2 separate regions of the Mus musculus genome follow, and region 1 is linked to region 2. Evidence: chromatin contacts called from public HiChIP or PLAC-seq data. All regions are on one chromosome and are shown on one strand. The core of a region is the stretch at or near the end of the contact, and the rest is flanking DNA. Distances in the headings are between cores, read along the strand shown.

Region 1 (2,700 bases), core at 201-2,700, 390 kb after region 2:
GACTATGCTCCATCTGGAGTCCTCCTTTGGGTCAGCTGAGATACTCATCATGACTTCCTTGCAGATGGGGCTCTCTCTCATCCAGTACAGCCACATCCCTTCCTTCCCACAAACACCAGTGTTCATCTTAGAGTCTGGTCTGCAGAGAACCCAGCCTGAGGCAGGCAGCTGGATCCTGAATTTAACATAACAGTCTCTTCAAAGCAGAGAAGTCTCACCCCTTACCAGAGGGGTGTGTGTGTGTGTGTGTGTGTGTGTGTGTGTGTGTGTGTAGTGTGTGTATTAGTGTGTATTAGTGTGTATGTGCTGCATGACTGTGTGCATGAATATGTGTCCATGCATGCATGCATGTATGTGCATAAATGTGTGTACACACATGTATGTATGTATACTTGTTGGGAGCATTACAAACCTGGATAGAGGGGCCTCCAAGAGTTTCTTAGTGTATCTGATCACTGTATCCAAAGGGGAACCTTTAAGCCTTCTGTATTCAGAGACAGAAGAACTGTTATGTATTTATTAATGGTGCCTGACCCCAAACTATCCCAGTGAGAGAAAGAACCCAAAGGCTAGAGAAGTCATTCTACTGGGTAAAGAGGAAGGGGGACTGTGAGTTATCCTGCTGCCACGTCATTTCTGATGGTGCTGTGACTCTAGCTGCCTGCGGAGCCTCCCCTCTCCGCTCTGTCTTTTATGCCAGAAACTCTGTCTCATCAGCCATTTTTTCTGTTGTTTTGATAAGTTACTGCCCAAGTTCCCAAATGACCTCTCCCTCTGACCCTTCCAGCTTGGCTTCCTACTGTGTCTGTCTATCTGTCCACCTAGCTGTTCCTGCCAGGAGCCCTAAGCTTTATCTGTTTCTCATTCACTGTCATGGACTTCTGATAGCCACCATCTGCTTCCCTGTGACTGGTAGGCCCTCAACCTGCTGGGCTCGAAAGGAAGATGCTCCTTCCCACCATGGGGACTCATCTTAGCCTGGAGACCTAGATCATGTCCCTTCAGTTTGCTCCCAGAGCTCCAGTGTCTGTCTGTCCATGATACCCACAGGCAGAGCAGCCTTTGGAGTAGCCATGCCCAGGCATAACAGGAAGTACATAGTTCCTCTGATTTCTGCACTGGATGGGATGTACTTCAAGGGAGATTTGAATCCATGACGGGGTGCTACTGTCTATCAGACCCACAGTCCTGTCCCAAGGCTTGGTAGAGGGCAGAACCTTCTGTTTCAGTTTAGGTCTGGAAAAGACCAACAGAATTAGCTCAGACATAACCCCCATGGGGGGAGAGACCTGTGTTGGAAGCCAGGCTTTCTTAGGGTGTGGGGAGAAAGGGGACTGTGAGTTACGCTGGTGTTATGTCATTTCTGACTTGGAGCTACGGCCCTAGTAGCAATCAACATCTCTCCCATCACCCCTCCCTGCACATGACCTCACCCTGGGTAGAGGAAAAGGCTGGGCAAGTGCCAAGATCTTTAGCCTGAGAGCTTGGGGCTGCCCCAGCTTCTAGGCTGGAGGAAGTATGAGAGATTGCCAAAGACCTGGGTTTCTCTCCATCCTGCTGCTTCCTTTGAGGTGGTTCCCAAATCCACCAAGTGGGGAAAAGACTTAGCTTCTGTGGGCCCTGGTCCAGAGCATCTTCAGGGCCCACCTTTCACATGGATAACAGCATCCTGCCCATGCTCTGAGTACCTTTTAGGACTCCCGGGAGGCTTTGCCTCTCTCTGTCTCTCTATCTCTTTCTCTGTGCGTGTGCCTGTGCCTGTGCCTGTGTGCGTGCGTGCGTGCGTGCGTGTGTGCGTGTGTGTGTGTGTGTGTGCATGTGTGTGTGCACCTGTGCGTGTGCATTCTCACTCACCCTGAAGTGTGAATGTGGAGGTCAAAGGACATCTTTGTCTTCTTCCACCACATGGGTCCTTGGGAACTAATTTCAAGTCATCATTCTTGGTAGCAAGCACTTCTGCCTGCAGAGCCATCTTGCCAGCCCACAAAAGAGCATTTTCTAAACCTCAGAAGCTTTATGTGACCTCTCCTGCTCTATTTCCCTAAGACCCGTGAGTGTTTCTTCAGATTAGAGGAAGCAAAAGGCTTACTTCATCACTGGGAAATAGCCATATCTGGGACCTAGAAGGTGAGGGCCATCCTCAGACCTGAGGGACGGGATGGAAACCCCCCATCCTTAGAAGAACAGGTAACAGTGCACCTTTGGGACCAGAAACAACCTCCAGAGTGGATGTTGAGGAAAAGGTACCAAATGGGTCATCTCCCGCCTCTCTGGATCTTACTCTGTCTCGCTGGGAGCCGGATGCCAGCTAATTGGCTGGGGTGCATTCTAGGCAGATGGGCAGGTGAGCAGAACTGTGGCTGGCTTCTGTTCCTGGGCTCAGAGCTGGTGTGAGGGAAAGTGTGGGGGCAGAGTAAGAGAGCAGTGTCTTGTGTCAGAGTGACACAAGTGACAGTCCCCTAAGATGTGACCACCTCCACCACCAAGAGTTCCACAGTGCCTGCCACAGTCCGTGACAGCCAAAAGGCCCTCTGTAAATACTTTCAGGGCAAATTTATGGGTGGCAGATGTAGAGAGCAGAAGAAGAGATGAGTCTGTGGAATGTCGGGTGTCTGCATGTGTGAGGTGGGTCAAGGTAAAGTCATAAGGACAGAGGTAAAAAAGGCTGGGAAAGTGAGCATGTAACAGGCCACAGCAGGG
Region 2 (2,700 bases), core at 151-2,650:
CCTGCAGCCCTAGAACTAAAGATATGAACTATTATGCCCAGGCCCAAATTTAAATACTTTTTAAAAATTAGTAATTTTAGGCAAAAGACAAAAAGCAAACTTGATTTACAAAATACCTCTTTCTTCCAACCATAAAAACCTCACTCTTTTTTTGTTTGTTTGTTTTTTGTTTTTCAAGACAGGGTTTCTCAGTATAGCCCTGGCTGTCCTGGAACTCACTCTGTAGACCAGACTGGCCTCGAACTCAGAAATCCACCTGCCTCTGCCTCCCAAGTGCTGGGATTAAAGGCGTGCAGCACCACCGCCCAGCAAAACCTCTCTCTTAAGCAGGGTGTTTGGTAAAATTAAGATCCAACATTCCAGCTGAGTGTCTGGAATTCCATAGGATGAAGACAGTGTGGAGCAAAGCTGACCCAGGTTGGGGCTGAGCAACAGGGACCACCAAGGTTGCTGCTGATGTCACAGGAACCTTCTCAGGTGGGGACTTAAAGGGATCGCAGCTGAGGGACAGTCATCACACCAAGCCCAGCAGGTGAAATTCAGGGAGGGCGGGTAGAAGGAAGGAGGGGTGCAGTGACTTTGGCATGAAAAGGCAGAGGTAATCTCAACAACAATACAACATTTGGTAGAAACACTAACAAAATGGGATTAAAAAAAAATAGACCACCAGCCCATTCAAGTCCACTGAGTTTTCTTTAAAGCGTTATTTTTTGTGCCTGTGCATGTGCACAGCTGTGTGTGTGTGTGCCATGAGAGGCCCGAGGAACACATCAGTCTCTGGAGCTGGAGTTCCAGGGGTGGGTTATGAGCTAGGAACGGAACTCATGTCCTCTAGAAAGAAAAGGATGTGTTCTCCACCCGCAAGCATTCGCAGCCCCTGAGGTCTCTCCAGCCCCTCAAAGGACTGAAGCACAAATAAGGTCTTAGGGTAAGTAAGCTATTAAACTAATGGGTTGTGGGTGGGGTGATCAAGGGAGTAGTCTGGCCTTAGGGCTGACAGAAATCGGGATCTGGTGAGCCAGGATAAGTCCCCAGTGGACCCTGAAGCACTACAGAGCAGCTGTGAGAGCGACTAAAGAGCCTAGCACAGATACCTCACACTCCAACATACCACACACCTGCTGAGCTACTGGGGTGCACTTTCCCCACTCCCACCCGGAGTCCTTCATTCCCTGCAACATTAAAAAGATAGCTGGTTTCACAGATTATGGTTTTGTAGACGAATTGTGAATATCAACTAACAACTCCAACACAGAACACATGTGGTTCACATCAGCGCCTACAATCTAACGCAGGAGGCTGCAAAAGCTCACACTCACTCGGGGCTGGCTTCCAGGCAAGTCTTCAGAAGGAGGGAGTCCATTTTCTTCTTTCTTGGCTGTCCAGCCTCCTGACATCACAAGGAGGCCCGGGGCATGCTGCCACCTGCAGGCCAGACATAGAAACACTTAAGACTGACCCAGAGCACTCAGCTAAAGCCACCCACCAAAGCAAGCTCTTCTGGCCCTCCCTACCTCCCTGCCCTTTCTATTTTATTTTATTTTATTTTATTTTATTTTATTTTATTTTATTTTTATTTTGAGACTGGGCTGTGTAGCGCTGGTTGGCCTGGAACTTGCTTTGTGGACCAGGCTGGCCTCAAACCCACAGAGATCTGGATGTCTCTGCCTCCAGAGATTAAAAGGCACAGGCCACCACACCTAGCTGCTGTTTAAATTTTATTTTTTAGACCTTGATATCAAAGCTGGCCTGAAACCTGTGATCCCCCTGCCTCATCCTACGAAGTGCTGAGACTGGGGGTAAGTGCCGCAACATCTGGCAAGTATAAACATTAAAAAAATATTACATGTATGTATTCGTCGACTTGGGAGGGGAGTGTGTGTGTTGGCATGTATGCTCTACAGCGTGTGTGTGGAAGTCAGAGGACAACTTTCAGGAATTTGGTCTTTCCTTCTACTCTGTGGGTCTTGGGGATTGAACTCAGATTATCAGGGTAGAAGAGAAGTGCCTTTACCCCACTGAGCAAGCTTGCCAGTCCCATCCAATTTTTCTTTCTTTTATTTTTCTCCCCCTAACCCCAAGATAAGTCTTTCTACATAGCCTGGCTATCACAGAACTCACTGTATAGACCAGGCTGGCCTCCAACTCAGAGATCTACCTGCCTTAGCCCTCCAAGAGCTAAGATTAACACACCAACCCACAGACATTTCTTAATGACAGCAGCTAACCCACACGCAGCTGTAGACCACATGCTTGGCTTTTATTCATTTATTGAATCCTCAGAGCAACAGGTGAATGTTTTTTAAAAGGTCTCCACCAGTCAGCCTAATGTCAAAATTAGGCTGGGTGATTAAAATGAAGAATGGGGATATCAGCTGATTTCAAAGAGGTTGGTGAGAAATGGAAACCTGGAGATGCTGAGTACCCTGGAGGCTGTTCCCACATCTTCACGAATACAGCACCGCCCTGGTATTTGGGGTGAGAGATGCATACACACAAGATAAATTTCTCCTCTCAGGGCTTCCACTCTACTACTAGAGGTAACACAGGAAAGATGGTAAATGCGGAGCAGGAGCTACACAATGGCTCAGTGGGTAAGTACCTGCACAGGAGCAAGCAAGCAAGCAAGCAAGCAAGCAAGCAAGCAAGCAAACAAGCAAGCATCAAGACCTGAGTTCGATTCCCCAGAACTCATGTAAA

What was found. HiChIP or PLAC-seq counts read pairs in DNA pulled down with a chosen protein or histone mark.
Region 1: an H3K4me3 HiChIP or PLAC-seq map of bone marrow-derived macrophages shows a contact between it and region 2, with 4 times the contacts expected there. The contact joins two enhancer-like sites. A contact is called at or near these places in 2 of 115 datasets of contacts at active chromatin or transcription factors (bone marrow-derived macrophages and pancreatic cancer cells).

The regions. Positions count from the first base shown.
Region 1 is chr11:54,235,726-54,238,425 of GRCm38.p6, forward strand. The region is part of intron 4 of Gm12223 (a long non-coding RNA gene); the gene reads left to right. Among named protein-coding and RNA genes, the nearest start is that of Csf2, 13 kb to the right of the region's middle. Within about 2 kb of position 1,451, at least 35 of the 459 cell types and tissues checked have an H3K27ac peak or open chromatin away from gene starts, as enhancers often do. A contact at or near this core is called in bone marrow-derived macrophages and pancreatic cancer cells, where this site is marked.
Region 2 is chr11:53,848,686-53,851,385 of GRCm38.p6, forward strand. It overlaps Gm12216 (predicted gene 12216), which reads right to left. Exons shown (of 4, transcript NR_033332.1): 2 at 1,320-1,425. Among named protein-coding and RNA genes, the nearest start is that of Gm12216, 9.2 kb to the right of the region's middle. Within about 2 kb of position 1,401, at least 91 of the 459 cell types and tissues checked have an H3K27ac peak or open chromatin away from gene starts, as enhancers often do. A contact at or near this core is called in bone marrow-derived macrophages and pancreatic cancer cells, where this site is marked.